2 separate regions of the Bicyclus anynana genome follow, and region 2 is linked to region 1. The links are chromatin contacts, called in public Hi-C maps. All regions are on one chromosome and are shown on one strand. Each heading gives the region's core, a stretch centred on a gene start, on an enhancer-like site or on the middle of the called end of the contact. The rest is flanking DNA. Distances are from core to core; before and after follow the strand shown. Region 1 overlaps LOC112053005 (AP-3 complex subunit sigma-2). Region 2 holds the start of LOC112052338 (CTD small phosphatase-like protein 2).

Region 1 (7,330 bases), core at 2,743-5,242:
GACTTTTGACACATTCCAATTAAGCGTGGCATTTTAATAGGCAATGAGTAGATAAATTATTATTTCCAACATAGCCACCCTACTGTCAAATCTATCCGCCATGCTGGCTTTAGTTATATTTTTTTAATAATGGCGGCGGGCAATCTTTGCCGCGGGATGACTTCATATAATCTATGGTCCGCGATGACTCTATATTATCTATGGCTTTTCTTTTTTTTTACGTATTTTTCTACAAATTACTTTTAATAATCTCACCGCGGCGTTCTTGTGTCGGATTATATTTATGGGCGCGAGGAATTAAATAGCATTTTTGTGTAATGTTTAAAGTTTTAAAGTTTACTAATCACTTAATAGGTACCTAAATAAACCGATTGCAGTGGATTTTGTTGAACGTTTTGTCATACAACGTTATAATCTGCGTTGTACCTAGATTTGCAATTCGCAGGCTATTTCTCAATGATCTAGGTACAACGCAGATTATAAGATTTTGATACCTACTTAGGTACTCCACCTTATTTTTTTAACCGACTACCAAAAAGGAGGAGGTTCTACGTTCGGCTGTATGTAAGTTTTTTTTTTTATGTATGTCCAGCGAAAATTCCGTCATAAATGACGGAATCGGTCCATAAATGGACCGATTTTGAAAATTCTTTTTTTTAGTTTTTATAAACAGTTTTTAAAACATTTAAAAACATATGACGCCATTTTTTTGAATAATGTTGAAAATAACTGATGCGACCCTTCGTGTCGTAGTGACTCGAGAATGTATTCGTTTTTAAATGTTGTATTTGTGACGGGTACGACACCGTCGTATTCCGTGCGCTCCATCTGCCTATTAGTAATTAATCTGTGAACAGAATATTAAATTTATTTGCCCCAAAGAATAATCCTTGCCATCGACAGAGGTAATAGCGTCAGGGTGGACGAGTAATTCATAAATATATTTACTTCGGAGAGTGCTCAGGAGCTATACGACGTTTTGGCTGGTGGGAAGCTTCGGCCGTGGCTAGTTACCACCCTACCGGCAAAAACGTACCGCCAAGCGATTTAGCGTTCCGGTACGATGCCGTGTAGAAACCGAAAGGGGTGTGGATTTTCATCCTCCTCCTAACAAGTTAGCCCGCTTCCATCTTAGACTGCATCATCACTTACCATCAGGTGAGATTGTAGTCAAGGGCTAACTTGTAAAGAATAAAAAATAAAACCTTTCGCCTTTTTACCATCGCACCACAAGACATCGGGTAGGTTTTCATCCCTATGTTGTAGATGTCCCTAGGACTACAAAACGCTTTGCGTCTTGTTTTCTCATACTAGGGTAGGGTTAGGCTAGGGTTTGGAATACCCTTCCCAAGTCTGTGTTTCCTGAGTCTTATAACTTGGATATCTTCAAAACAAGTGAATAGGCACCTTCTAGGCAAGTGTGTCCCATTTTAGACTGTATCTACACTTACCATAAGGTTAGATCATGGGCAAACCTATTTATATAAAAAAAAAACAATTAAACCAACCTCCAACACAAAAATTAACCTAAACCTAACCTAACCTAAACTAAAAAACATGACACTGAATTGGCACCGACTTTAACACATATCTACATACAGCCGAACATAGAACCAGCTCCTCCTTTTTGGAAGTTGGTTAAAAAGAAACTTTTTCTAGTCTTATTACACTGTCATTATCAAACCATATTCGACTCACTGCTGAGCTCGAGTTTTCTCTCGGAATGAGAGGGGTTAGGCCAATAGTCCACCAAGCCGGCCCAATGCGGATTGGCAGACTTCACACACGCAGAGAATTAAGAAAATTCTCTGGTATACAGGATTCCTCACGATGTTTTCCTTCACCGTGATATTTAATTTCTTAAAATGCACACAACTGAAAAGTTGGAGGTGCATGCCCCGGACCGTATTCGAACTCACACCCTCCGGAATCGGAGGCAGAAATCATATCCACTGGGCTAACACGGCTCTCATTTAGATACCAGTGGCGAAGGATAGAATTTTGACGATGGTAAGCCGTCCCAAAGAAAAGGAAATTCATACCGCTTGATATAAACTCCGGTTTTTCAATCAACCCATAGGTATTCGGCTTACTTCTGAGCTCGAGTCTCCTATCAAAATGAGAGGGGTTAGGCCAATAGTCCACCACGCTGGCTCAATCCGGATTGGCAGACTTCACACACGCAGAGAATTAAGAAAATTCTCTGGTATACAGGATTCCTCACGATGTTTTCCTTTACCGTTTGAGACACGTGATATTTAATTTCTTAAAATGCATATAACTGAAAAGTTGGAGGTGCATGCCCCGGACCGGATTCGAACCACACACTCCGGAATCGGAGGCAGAGGTCATATCCACTGGGCTCAAAAGTATGAGCAATTACTTAGTGTATTATATCAAACCTCAATACACGCAACAAAGTTGCTACTGTAATCTTATACCGCCATTTTTTATTCAAACAAATGTCAGAAGTTTCGGTCAATTTGGGTGACCACATGACCAGGTGACTTCCGGTGGACACCTGACCACCTGACCGTCTGACCACAACTTGTAACAACAAATAAATACTAAGAAGTTACCTATACTAAATTACTGTTATATTTATAAGAGTAGGTACTCGTAGATATAGTACGCGGCCTGTAACTTGACCTATGCCTGCCTATGCTCAGTAAAGGTTGCCATTGACGGTCAATTATTCTCACGTTTCTGAAAAGCAAACGGCAGTACCCACGCGGCATACTATACAAGTCATCAAGTCATGTACCCAGTGGCCAACACACGATCAATTATAGTCGTGGGTGATACAGAAACGTGAGAATAATTGACCGTTTGTGGCTAGCATAAATCATTTTCGGATTTTACCCACCTACCGCATTAATGGCATCGATACTTCAGGATTATTTTTTGTATATTAAAATCAGATTTTTATTCATCTATCTTTTCACCCTAATTATTCATTTCTTCGTGTAATGGAATGTATTTTTGGTAGTCTATGTCAAAAGTTAGTTATCATTTTGTTTCAGTTCTAGCAGACGCCGCGCGGTTTCACCCGCGTGGTTCCCGTTCCCGTAGGAATACGGGGATAATATATAGCCTATAGCCTTCCTCGATAAATGATCTATCTAACACTGAAAGAATTTTTCAAATCTGAGATTCACTGAGGTTAGCGCGTTCAACCAAACAAACAAACAAACTCTTCAGCTTTATTATATTTATTAGTATAGATTTGCATGGTCAAAAGTTAAAGTGGCGTCAAGAATTGTGAATTTTATAATTGACAAATATACATAGCGGTTAGGAAAGTTAAAAATCTAAAATTTTTCAGAGTTTCAGACCTTGACGACATTACAGGCGCAAACTACATTATTTGACATACCTAGTACTACTTTACCTTTTTGACGGCCTCCATGGTGCAGTGGTATTTGGTGGATTTAAAAGATGAAGGTCAGGGTTCGATTACCACAGGTCGCCACAGGTCTGACTGGTTTGGAGGCTTCAGCTGTGGCTATTTACCACACTACCGGCAAAGACGCATCGCTAAGCGATTTATCGTTCTGGTACGATGTCGTGTAAAATCGAAAGGGGTGTGGGTTTTCATCCTCCTAACAAGTTAGCCCGCTTCCATCTTAGATTGCATCATCACTTACCTTCAGGTGAGATTGTAGGCAAAGGCTTATTTGTAAAGATTTAAAAAATACGTACTGGGCAAAACCACAGAGCTGGTGTTTTTTAACGTACTAAATTTGATATAAAACATTTTCCGTCCAATAATCAGATGGGAACGGAATCCACGCGGGTGGAACCGCGCGGCATCAGCTAGTACTTAATATAAAATCGTTGCTTGTAGGTACTTCTTCCAATTCCGCTTCCAATTTAGACTGCATAGTCACTTACTTTCGATCGAGTGTGATCGCAGGCAACGGCTAACTTGTTATAAAATAAAAAAACTTCGCTGACTTTCTACTTGTATATAGAGTGATAGCCCACCACGTCGCTCAAAGATTGCCGGGCGATATAATACACTATACTAACTGTAGACCACCCGCACACAATCGTGTGCCGCGTGACAAACGACAACAGGTAGAGTTTTCAAAATGGAAAAAAAAATCTTTTTTCCAAAAACGCGCAAAGACGCCGCCGACTATAAATTAAGGCTTTAATAGACGAATGGAAATGTCAAAATATTTTGTAATTGTTCGCCCTTAGCGGGTGATTTGTGGGTTTTTGTGATACGGGCGGGGTTTTTGTGCGGCGGTGTACTCTTGAAGTGTGGATTTTTTCTATAATGTTTTGTTTGTGATTTTTTTATTTTATTTTTGATAAAGGTGAGTTAATTTATATTTTTTTCTGTCGTACCTAAATTGCGAAGTATACCCAAAAATGATTTTTACTTTTGATTAATTTATAGTCTAAGCAGACGCCCGAAAGATAAATAGCTTCCCACGGTAAGTTAGATTAATCGGTTAGGTACTTATATATCGATTGTAAAAATGTTCAGTTTTACTGGTATCAAGTAAGATTACAAGGCCCCCTTACGTGTCAAAGCAAAAATTTGTAAAAAAGTAATATCTACAACGTTACTTACTCTGGGTGATGCTTCCCTGGCAAAAAAAAAGCATTTAATAATCTTTAGAAATGACAAAAGTAAAAAAGCAATACTATAAGCTAGAACAAAATCAAAACTAAAGAGATTTTTTGGGATTTGCCGCTCGTCTATAGAGCCTCCAATTAATTTTGATACATGGCCCCTCTAAGGCACGTTAAGCCACTGTTTCATTATTGTATTGTTTCACTGCTGACCTCGAGTCTTCTCTCAGAATGAGAAGGGTTAGGCCAATAGTTCACCACGCTGGCCCAATGCGGATTGGCAGACTTCACACACGCAGAGAATTAAGATAATTCTCTGGTATGCAGGTTTCCTCACGATGTTTTTCCTTCACCGTTTGAGACACGTTATATTTATTTTCTTAAAATGCACAAAACTGAAAACTGAAGGTGCATGACCGGATTCGAATCCACACCCTGCGGAATCGGACGCAGAGATCATATCCACTGGGCTATCACGGCCACTGCCTATAGATATACCTATAGATATAAATATTATTCGCTGCAGTTCAGTACCTAGATATTTTTTTTCTACAAGTTAGCCCTTGACTATAATCTCACCTGATGGTAAGTGATGATGCAATCTAAGATGGAAGCGGGCTAACTTGTTAGGAGGAAGATGAAAATCCACACTCCTTTCGGTTTCTACACGACATTGTTCCGGAACGCTAAATCGCCAAGGATGGTAACTAGCCACCCCACCAGCCAGACCTGCACCAATTACGAAAACCTCAATCGGCCCAGCCGGGGATCGAACCCAGGACCTCTCAAGTAAATCCACCGCGCCACGGAGCTCGTCAGATAAGTAGGTAATATGGTGTCAATAAGGTATGTAACAGCTTTTGCAAAGTGATCTAGTAATCTACTTAATAAATAAACATTGCTCATTATTACCCTGATACAAATTACACTAATACCATAAATCTTGACATAGCTGGGCACCGTTAATCAAATAGTTAACTTCGTTAATCGTTAGTCCGCTACAAAAAAGGTTAGCTTCGTTAAACGTTAAAGCGTTACATGTCGGAAGAATTAACGCAAGTTAAAGTTAATCGTTAATCTGTTAATATGACTGGTTAATATTGCATTTTTATATCATTGTGTGAGATCCCCATTGCAAAAATAAAGGTGAGCACTGGAGAAAAATGCCATAATTTGTTTTTAGTTGATTTTTTCTATAATTTTAACATAAATATAGTAATTTGTTGATTTCTTTGAAAAAAAATCTTTCATAATTTCTTACTTGTCTAAACCTGTTAATCACGTCGCGCGGTAAATAGTAAGCATTGGATTAACGATTAACGGACTTCTGCACATTAACGGAAGTTAACGGGTCCGTTAACATTTTTAAAAGTTAACTTAAAAGTTAATCCGTTAATCAAAATGTTAACTTCGTTAATTAACGATTAACGGATTAACGAGTTAATGCCCAGCTATGAATCTTGATATAGAATATCAACATGCGGGCGGCTGATGGAGATTTTATTTGCTTTTAAAACACATAAACATACCTGTATTATTGTTTAAAGGTAAGTCTATGTGGCTCACGGGGTCCAGGGTTCGAGCCCCGCAGGCTATACGTAACTTTGACGTATGTTAGTTGACTTAAAAGAAATAGAGATTCTATGTGAAATGTCATCCGGTGCCTAGGTACTGACAACTTATTTGACAGTTGAATTGATATTCATTTTATTAGATTGTTAATAAATACCAAATTAATGAATAAGCTAGTCGGTTCGATGTATTTTCATTCCTGGTTCGATTTGTGAATTACGTAGCTTTTGTTACTTCTATGAATTTTTCAGTTAAAATTTTCAGCCCGGAGTGTGGAAATTGGTGGTTTCACACCCCCGTGTCTCGGAGCGTTAAGCCACTTTGTCATTAACAGCTGAAAGTGATTTAAAGAAAAGTCAAAATATTATTATCTTAAGCTCGCCTACCCGCATTAGGTTACCAGCGTGGTGTCTAATAAGTTTCATATTCCCATTCATGTAAGGAGGCCTTGCCTTATAATGGTATAATGGGCCGTCTAAATAGATGAATACATACTCTTTCACTAATGTTTTTATTTTCGAAAATGAATAAATCTCTTTTAAAAATAAAAATATATTTTTATGTACAACCACGCCATCTATTGTGAAGTAGTGAAACAGTTACTGCTGCCATCTGTCAATCAGTAGATAAACTAATATTAAAACAAAGTAAACCTTGAAACCAACCATAACCGTAATAATGTAGTTTAGGAATTCTGTAACAGATGGCGCTAATTTCAGACGTAGTCGCGAGATGGCACTCTAAACCATCGCAGCCTTAACATTTAATCAATACTATTTATTAAATTCATAATTTAATTATTATCTATTTTGAGGTACCTTATTAGTAATAGTTTTCTAAGAAAAAGGATCATAAAACTCATTTTGTTGGCCTGTCTGAATAAATAAATAAATAAAATTTTTAAATTATGCCACATGGACAAACAAAATAAAACAACATATTTTCATATAACATAAAATATATTTCTTATAAACTAAATATTTATAATTATTTATACACGAATATCATAGAATTATAGAAACCTAGACCCCGTGCCTCGGAGAGCACGTAAATCGATCCTGCGCCTAACCAGTGTGCCGGCAACTTGAATAAGGAGAGTGCACCGGTGTTTATGTACACAATTGTGCACTGACACATTTTCCGTATAATTAGACAGGATCAAAATAAGTTA
Region 2 (7,330 bases), core at 1,562-4,061, 290 kb before region 1:
TTTTTCTGGAATAGAGTAAAAATAAGCTATTATAATAAACATCATATCAGACGATGGGCATCCACTGCAGGACTCAGGACTTTTTTAGGAACTTCCAAAAATTATAATCCTGAGCCGCCTGCACCTAGCGAACCCCTGCTACTTGTTTGATGTTGTCAGATCACCTAGTAGGGGAACTACCAGTGAAAGAATTTATCAAATTGGTTCAGAAGTTCCAGAGTCATATTCAAAACATACAAACAAACAATCAAATCTTTCCTCTCTATGATATTAGTATAGATTGGTATAGCTTCGCTGCTGACACTCCCATGACAAGCAGGCGACGGGGGAAATGCACTGCGCGGGTATGAATTTATGCGAGCAGGGCTTTGCTACCCCCGTCCCGGCCCGGCACTGACTATCGGCAGTGTTACAAACAAATTTGCCAAGCTATAGCTACTGAGGTGGATAGACCAATGGTTAGCATTAGTGACTTCAGATCAGTAGGTCCTGGGTTGGAGTGAATAAATTTTTCTTCTTTTAAATTTTTATTCAAAATACTCAGCCGAGAGTTGGGAAGTTAATGGTGTTACATCTCTGTCTCTGAGAGTGTGTTAAGCTGTCAATCCTCATCATCATTTAATATCTGATTGCTATATAATCTAATCTAACATTAACAACCTAAATTGGTGCAGCATGATGAGTCTCAGCTCTATAATATCCAAACTCCAATATGACTATACTAAAGCTATAATCAATGTGTAATGTGTGTTTACTAACAAACAAACTAAAAATGAGGGTATAAATCGCTAGTCATTTCACACTTAATAATAATTATAATTAACTTGCTCGTAAATGAATGACAATTAATTTGATTAATAAGTTTAAAACAATACATTTTAAATAACATTAAAAAAAAAACTATACAAAATTTAAAAGTTTTAAAATGCACGCAATTTCTACCTTCATTTCTAATTTGTTTGTTGGTAAACAGTGCACATCAGGTATGGCTTTATATCGTCTCGGATATGGCATTTATTTTAAGTTAGTTAGATATAACCATAATAACTAAAATGCTCCATCGTCAGACTCTGAGAAGTTGCCTTGAGCACTGAATACAATATATCTCTGGGTAGACCTATCTATTATGAAAAAAAAGAAAAACAAAAAAAAAAATACCTACCCTTTGCCCGGTTATTTGAGGAACAGATTTAAAGTCGTGCGCGCAACTCTTTAACTTAAACTTGCCAAAAGCTTAGGATCAGCTTTAACTGTTAAAATAACTTAAGACTGCTTGCCTTATAAACTTACATTATTATTATTAACAAATATTTACCTCAAGTTCAAGTTTCGACGAAGTAACGGAAGCACTGGACATCTTAACTACATAAATAAACTTTCACAAATAGTAATGAAATCAACTGTTATTTCAATCTAGCATTGATTACAACAATACCTCGATTTTTGCAATTAAATATCGTTACGGGGATGCAGTACAATCACAATATCAAATAGGTATTTTGTTTTAAAAATAACATCATAAAAATTCGTTATTTTTTGTGATTTGAATGAAGTTTAAATTTAAACCACAGATGACAGAATAGACGTCAAAGACAAACACAGATTAGATACATGAAAAATGTGAAATATTAAGTGCCATAGACTAAATCACAGATCACTAGAGACTATAGACACAGAGGAATGATAGCTAGAGATGCATGTATTTAACCTACCAAGTTTTAAGACCAAGGCTTTAGGTTTTTTTTTTGCTTTAAAGTATGAACCAAAAATTTTCCAAGTCCTACTGTATCATATTGGACCTTTATTGGACGCTAACATGGCAAAGGAAACTCATCAATATTGTAATGCCATAGGAATAAAAAACTTAAAAGGAATTTTTTACTATTAAGATTTTGAAATACTTCTTTTTTCCTTTATTCGTCTGAGTTCTGCACCATTTAATAATTGAGCACTTAACTTGTTATTCTGAACTACATACCTTTACAAGAAATGTCAATATTATGAGAAACGCATCTGAAACAAGTGAAAGAAACAAGAACAATTTATTAACTATTTATTATTTTACTCTTGGGGTACATCGTGGGTACATCCAATCAGTGTTGCCAGAAGGTTACTTTTGTAACCTTTTAGGTGATTTTTTGACTGCAGTGGTAACTTTTAGGTTACATTAATAAAAAGGTTACTTTTACGTGATATTTCGGAATTTTTAGAATTAACTTACAATTTCGTATATCTAAAACAGAACGGTCGTTAAATCAAGAAATGCGGACAAATGCTCAAGAACTCATCGATGTTTCTGTGTCAATCTCACTATAAATGAAGACGTTACAATCGACGTTGCGAAATAAGCAAGTTGCAGTCACATTGAATTTCTTAAAAAAATCAAGTATGAATTTAAGAAATTAACGTCTACTGTTTTTTAAATCCTTGCTCTTTAATTGTATTTTTCTTATCCCATAAGTAAAAGGCAAACAATCAGGGCCTTACTTAAGATGATTCTATTTACGAGTAAAATCTCCTTCGGTTTGTAGTAATTTAGTACTTGGCTAGTATTCGTAACAGACAGATATTTAAAAAAAAAATCAAAATTACTTTAGCCCCCAGAGGCTGAAATGGTGGTTTAGCCATGCTGTGGAACGCAAAAAGCAAGAGTAGTAGTAGTCAAAAGGTTACTTTTTACACAAAAAGGTTACTTTTTTAATATTTCGGGTAACTTCTCATAAGATCCAACTGGTAACACTGCATCCAATGCAAGTTGTCTGCTGCTGAGATTTCACCTTGCATCACTGCAGTGCATTATCGACTTTTCAGAGCAAAATTAAAACGCATGCGCAGTACCGCAACGCCATCTGAAGAAAAAAATCTTCACTACGAAAAGAATCGCCGCCATTTTGACATTTGTTTGGCTTTGTGTTTTCAATGCATAAAATAATGTAATAAATTACGTGATAATCGCGAAGCGCCTTTACTTTTTCCCCGTGAGATTGTTTTGCTGGATTGTGCGATAAATAAACTGTACGCATGAGTGAGAGTGTCAAACTATTAGCGGCGCACAAATCAATAATTTAGCACCGCCGCTTTTTTTATTTTCCGGATAGTTATTCAGTGATTATTTTAGTTTTCCAGCGATAAATTTGAGTATAGTTACCGATTTAGTTGTTTCCGTTGCTATTTAACTAAATTTGGCAGAGAAATACTCTGTAAATTATTGCCGCAGTAAAAAGGCGCGAAGCCACTGCTGGCCTGAGAATATATTTTTTTGCGAACAAATTTTCGTGTTTAATTGAAAGATATATAGTACGCTACCAATTTCAAGCTAGTGAATAGAAAACAATAATCGCAATGCACAAATATAAAGTGTTACATCAGTTAAATGTGTGGAGTAAGACTTAACTTTCTAATGCTATAGAGTTCATGTAAGTATATTACCTATATAATTATAGTACTGTAGTATAGTATTATAGCTATCGGCACAGACCGCGCGTATTAAGAAAAAGGCTGCAAACCAGGCTTCGAAGCTAGAGCCTAGAAATATCACATAAAACAATTAATAAATTCTAAAAGAAATGAGTAGGAAAAGAAGATAATTAGGTATATAAATAGATTTTTTTAGTATATAAATAGATTTTTTTTTAAATATTAGTTGAAATACATAATCAATACTACATACATTTAAATACAATTGTATGTGTATGAATTCAAGATTCATTTTTTCATAGTTCATACAGTTATTTACAGGATACTAAAACATAATTAAGCTTTTTTAAAATTCGTCTGTCTGTCTGTTCATTTGTCTGTAGTTTGTTTGGGCTTATCTTTGGAATGCTGAACAGATTTTAATGGGACTTTCACTGGAAGATAGGTTAAGTTATAAAGTAACATACATTGAAAAACTAAATTTCACATGCATGAAGTGGTAGGTGTCTGCTAGTACTAACTACAATAAAATTAAAAGAAATTTGAATTTGAAAATATTCTCATTTCTGTTGAATGACTTACTTCATTATTACTTAAATTCAGATGGAATCTTTATGAAGTCTCTGAATCAAAGTGCGGGTGATCCTATGGCCATGCCAAAATAGAGATGCGTAAAGTGCCCTTAGGTGGGGGTCGGACCACGCATCTATGTAACTGGGGAGACTTAAAATTTTGTACTTCTAACTCACAATGTTTGGAGTTAGAAGTACAAGATTTTAACCAATTAAGAAAACCTCAATTGGCCCAACGGGGATCAAACCCAGGGCCTCTTCTTCTTCACTCTTGTAAATCCACTGCTCTTACTACTGCACCACGGAGGCCGTCAAAGCCAGTAGTAGTTACAGCCAGTGGCGTGCACTTCATACATGCATTAAAGTACTGCATACCCTAACAAATGTCATGTTAATGCTTATCCAATGCACTTTTGCTCAGTTTAGTTAAATTGTCTTACCTTACCATACCATACCTTGGTCAACAACATTATGCACGCCACTGGTTACAGCACTCTTAGTGTGATATAAATACTTGTTGATCTTTTCAGATTAAGCATTACCTTAAACTTGCGATGCGGTTAAGAAGTAGGAAGAGGGAGCGACCGCTCTCAACCAGAAACACTCAGAGGGTGACAAAATCAAAACAGAAACCACTAAAAACTGTTCTAAAAACCAAGTCATCTTGGAAAAAGATACTGAAAGTGGACAATGGTCTGGTCTCCGGGCCAAACTTCCACTGCATTACAAGATCTCAAAAGAATTTAGACCTTAAAACAAGACCGGTAAGAATTAAAACAGTTAAAAGCATGGAGAAGCCGGTTGATATCAAGAAAACCAAACTGAAAGAGGAACCCAAGAAGCCTATTTTTCAAACTGTCGTAAGAAGTTCCAACAAGGATATGACGTCGATAAAACCAAAGACACAGAATGATAAAGTGTCAACGACGTCAAAAACCAAACTCAAAGATGTGAGGACAACTAAAAGTGTGCAGCTAAGGCAAAGTTCTCTGAATAGGGAGCTCAGGAAGACTGAATCTGTCTCGTCAGCTCTAAGTTCACCCAGGAAGACCAGACGGATGGATAAACCGGACAAATCTGCTTCGTTGAACAGTTCACCCATACGTAAAGTTAGGCAGATGGGTGTACCTTCCTTGAAGTTAAGCAAAATAGCAGTCAGCTCTACCAATGAGAGTCCTAAGAAGAAATTGAAGGCTAAAGGTAACTTGTTATATCATGTCTTTGAAAATTTTAGTTGATAGGTTATACCCTTTTTTGCCTTTTGCCAAAAAAGGGTATAACCTATCAACTAAAATTTTCATTTATTTTTATTATTATAGGTTATACCCATCTGATATCACTGGGGTATGATTGCAAAATAGAAATATATAAAAAATAGAACCCAAGATAATGTCTATCAGGCTTTACTTATATGTAATACCATCATATAATGTAAAAAGTAAACGACTGAATTTGTAGCACTCATAATTTTATTTGAATATTTTTCCTCTAAAGTGTTGTTAGTTATATAATAAATACACCTTCTTTCAAAGAAATATAGACCATCTGTATAAATTTATACTGCAGATTAGTTGTATTTGAGAAAATTGTAAACCTTACTCGAAGTTCAATAAAAAGACAGTTAAAAGCAATAAAAAATCTATATGTACGGCCATTTTTTAGTTTATATAATGATTTATTTATTTTGCTATCCTCTGCAAAAAGTCGACAAACCCATGCGACAACGTCACCCAGGTCCGACAAAATACTTTCTATGTATGCTTTTTGCGGAGGATGGCAAATAAATAATAATAATAATAAAAACCTTTATTCAGAGTTTGTATATACATTCTGTTTGTCCCCTAGGACAAAGGCCTCCTCCAAACTTTTCCACAACTCCCTATCCCTTGCAGATTTTGCCCAATTGCCTCCGGCCACCTGTCTTATTTTGTCCGCCCGGGCAAATATATAAATCATTATATAATCATGATGAAATTCCGCAAAGTACCGCCTGCTTCTATCCAATAATTTTTAGTTTATTTATTTCATTTATTTAGGACAACAATAAACTTGATATTTGTTCCACAGCTCCAGCAGTGCCGGAGCCTATGAATGGCTTCACAGAAGACAACGACGTGACAATGTACGAGCCCCACACCACTACGTACGTTGACTTCCCACTGCCCAAGACTGAGTCAGATTCTGAGGTGGAGTCGTCTGATCTGTGCCTGCCCAATGACTGCTTGAACGACTTGATGGCTATAGGTATTTCATTGATTTTTTTTATCACTGACGAAATCTATTTTTAGCAAAAAACTCAAGAAGTGGATTTTAAAAATAAGAAAACCAATGTTGAATAAAGGTTATGATTCACATTATTTTTGTCAGGACAACTTAATTAACAAATAAAAGCGCCCTTTATCGCCAGTCGCTCCCGCCCGATCGCTTCCGCTCTCTAACTCCGACTTTTACTAAGCCACCTAGAGTAACACAAGATTGAGCGATGTCATGTCCATCCTACTATTACTATAAAGAGGAAAGATAGTCCATATTTTATCCCCGTATTCCTACGGGAACTAGAACCACTCAGGTGATACAATGTAGTAAAGAGTGAATTGGTTGAGTTGAAAAATAATTCCTGACATAAGTCTTAATTTCAGGTAAATTATCTCTTTATAAACTGCTCAAAGACACTGGGAACAACACAGAGTGTTGATAAAAAATAATGCTCAAAATATAATACTTGCATCTATTTTATATATTTTATTCATCAATCTATCAATGGATATCAATGGATACACAATCAGCAACCAAAAAGCGTCCCCACTCAATGAGTGCCAGACACAACTTTTTGGCACTCAATTTAAGTAAATTCAAGTCTCATTTGCAAATTCAACCTTAAACTCAATTCTCAAGGTTGAATTTGCTCTGAATTTGGGATTTTATTGAATATTGGACTATATTTAAAGGCCTTTAGGTATATTTTTCTTTACCAATATTTCTAAAACTGTTGCTTTGACAGTTTAAGAAATATTGGCCACTTTTTAAATGAAATCTTCTACATTTTTGTGCGTCCTTTTATTATTCAGTAGAGGTCAGTGATTTTTTTTGGTTACAGCTGAATGTGCAAGGTTAATCACCAACGACTTGTCCAACAATTTGACCAATGGTTTGACAACAGAAGACGATGACATCAACTTCCTAGCTGACAAAGCTGCCAAAGTAATGACCACAGACAGAGAGGAGAGGAAGTCCAAGGGTGACAAGAAATTACAGAAGAGAAGGAAGTCCAGCAACGACCTTGAGATGTATCAACCGACTTCTACGACTGACGATTTGGATTCCTGTGGCGAGTTCCTTAA

Evidence for each region. Hi-C and Micro-C count contacts between places; a contact is called where the count stands out from the background.
Region 2: a Hi-C map of whole larva shows a contact between it and region 1, with 5 times the contacts expected there. The contact joins the promoter of LOC112052338 here to the enhancer-like site in region 1. A contact is called at or near these places in 2 of 2 Hi-C or Micro-C datasets (whole body and whole larva).

What each region holds. Positions count from the first base shown.
Region 1 is chr18:14,188,928-14,196,257 of ilBicAnyn1.1, reverse strand. LOC112053005 (AP-3 complex subunit sigma-2) reads right to left here. Exons shown (of 6, transcript XM_024092261.2): 6 at 7,100-7,330. Among protein-coding and RNA genes, the nearest start is that of LOC112053005, 12 kb to the right of the region's middle. Within about 2 kb of position 3,992, at least 4 of the 8 cell types and tissues checked have open chromatin away from gene starts, as enhancers often do.
Region 2 is chr18:14,482,441-14,489,770 of ilBicAnyn1.1, reverse strand. It overlaps LOC112052338 (CTD small phosphatase-like protein 2), which reads left to right and starts at 2,811. Exons shown (of 13, transcript XM_052886944.1): 1 at 2,811-3,416; 2 at 4,520-5,189; 3 at 6,057-6,233; 4 at 7,087-7,330. The coding sequence starts at 4,544. It overlaps LOC128198952 (a long non-coding RNA gene), which reads right to left and starts at 2,739. Exons shown (of 2, transcript XR_008251655.1): 1 at 2,593-2,739; 2 at 1,316-2,541.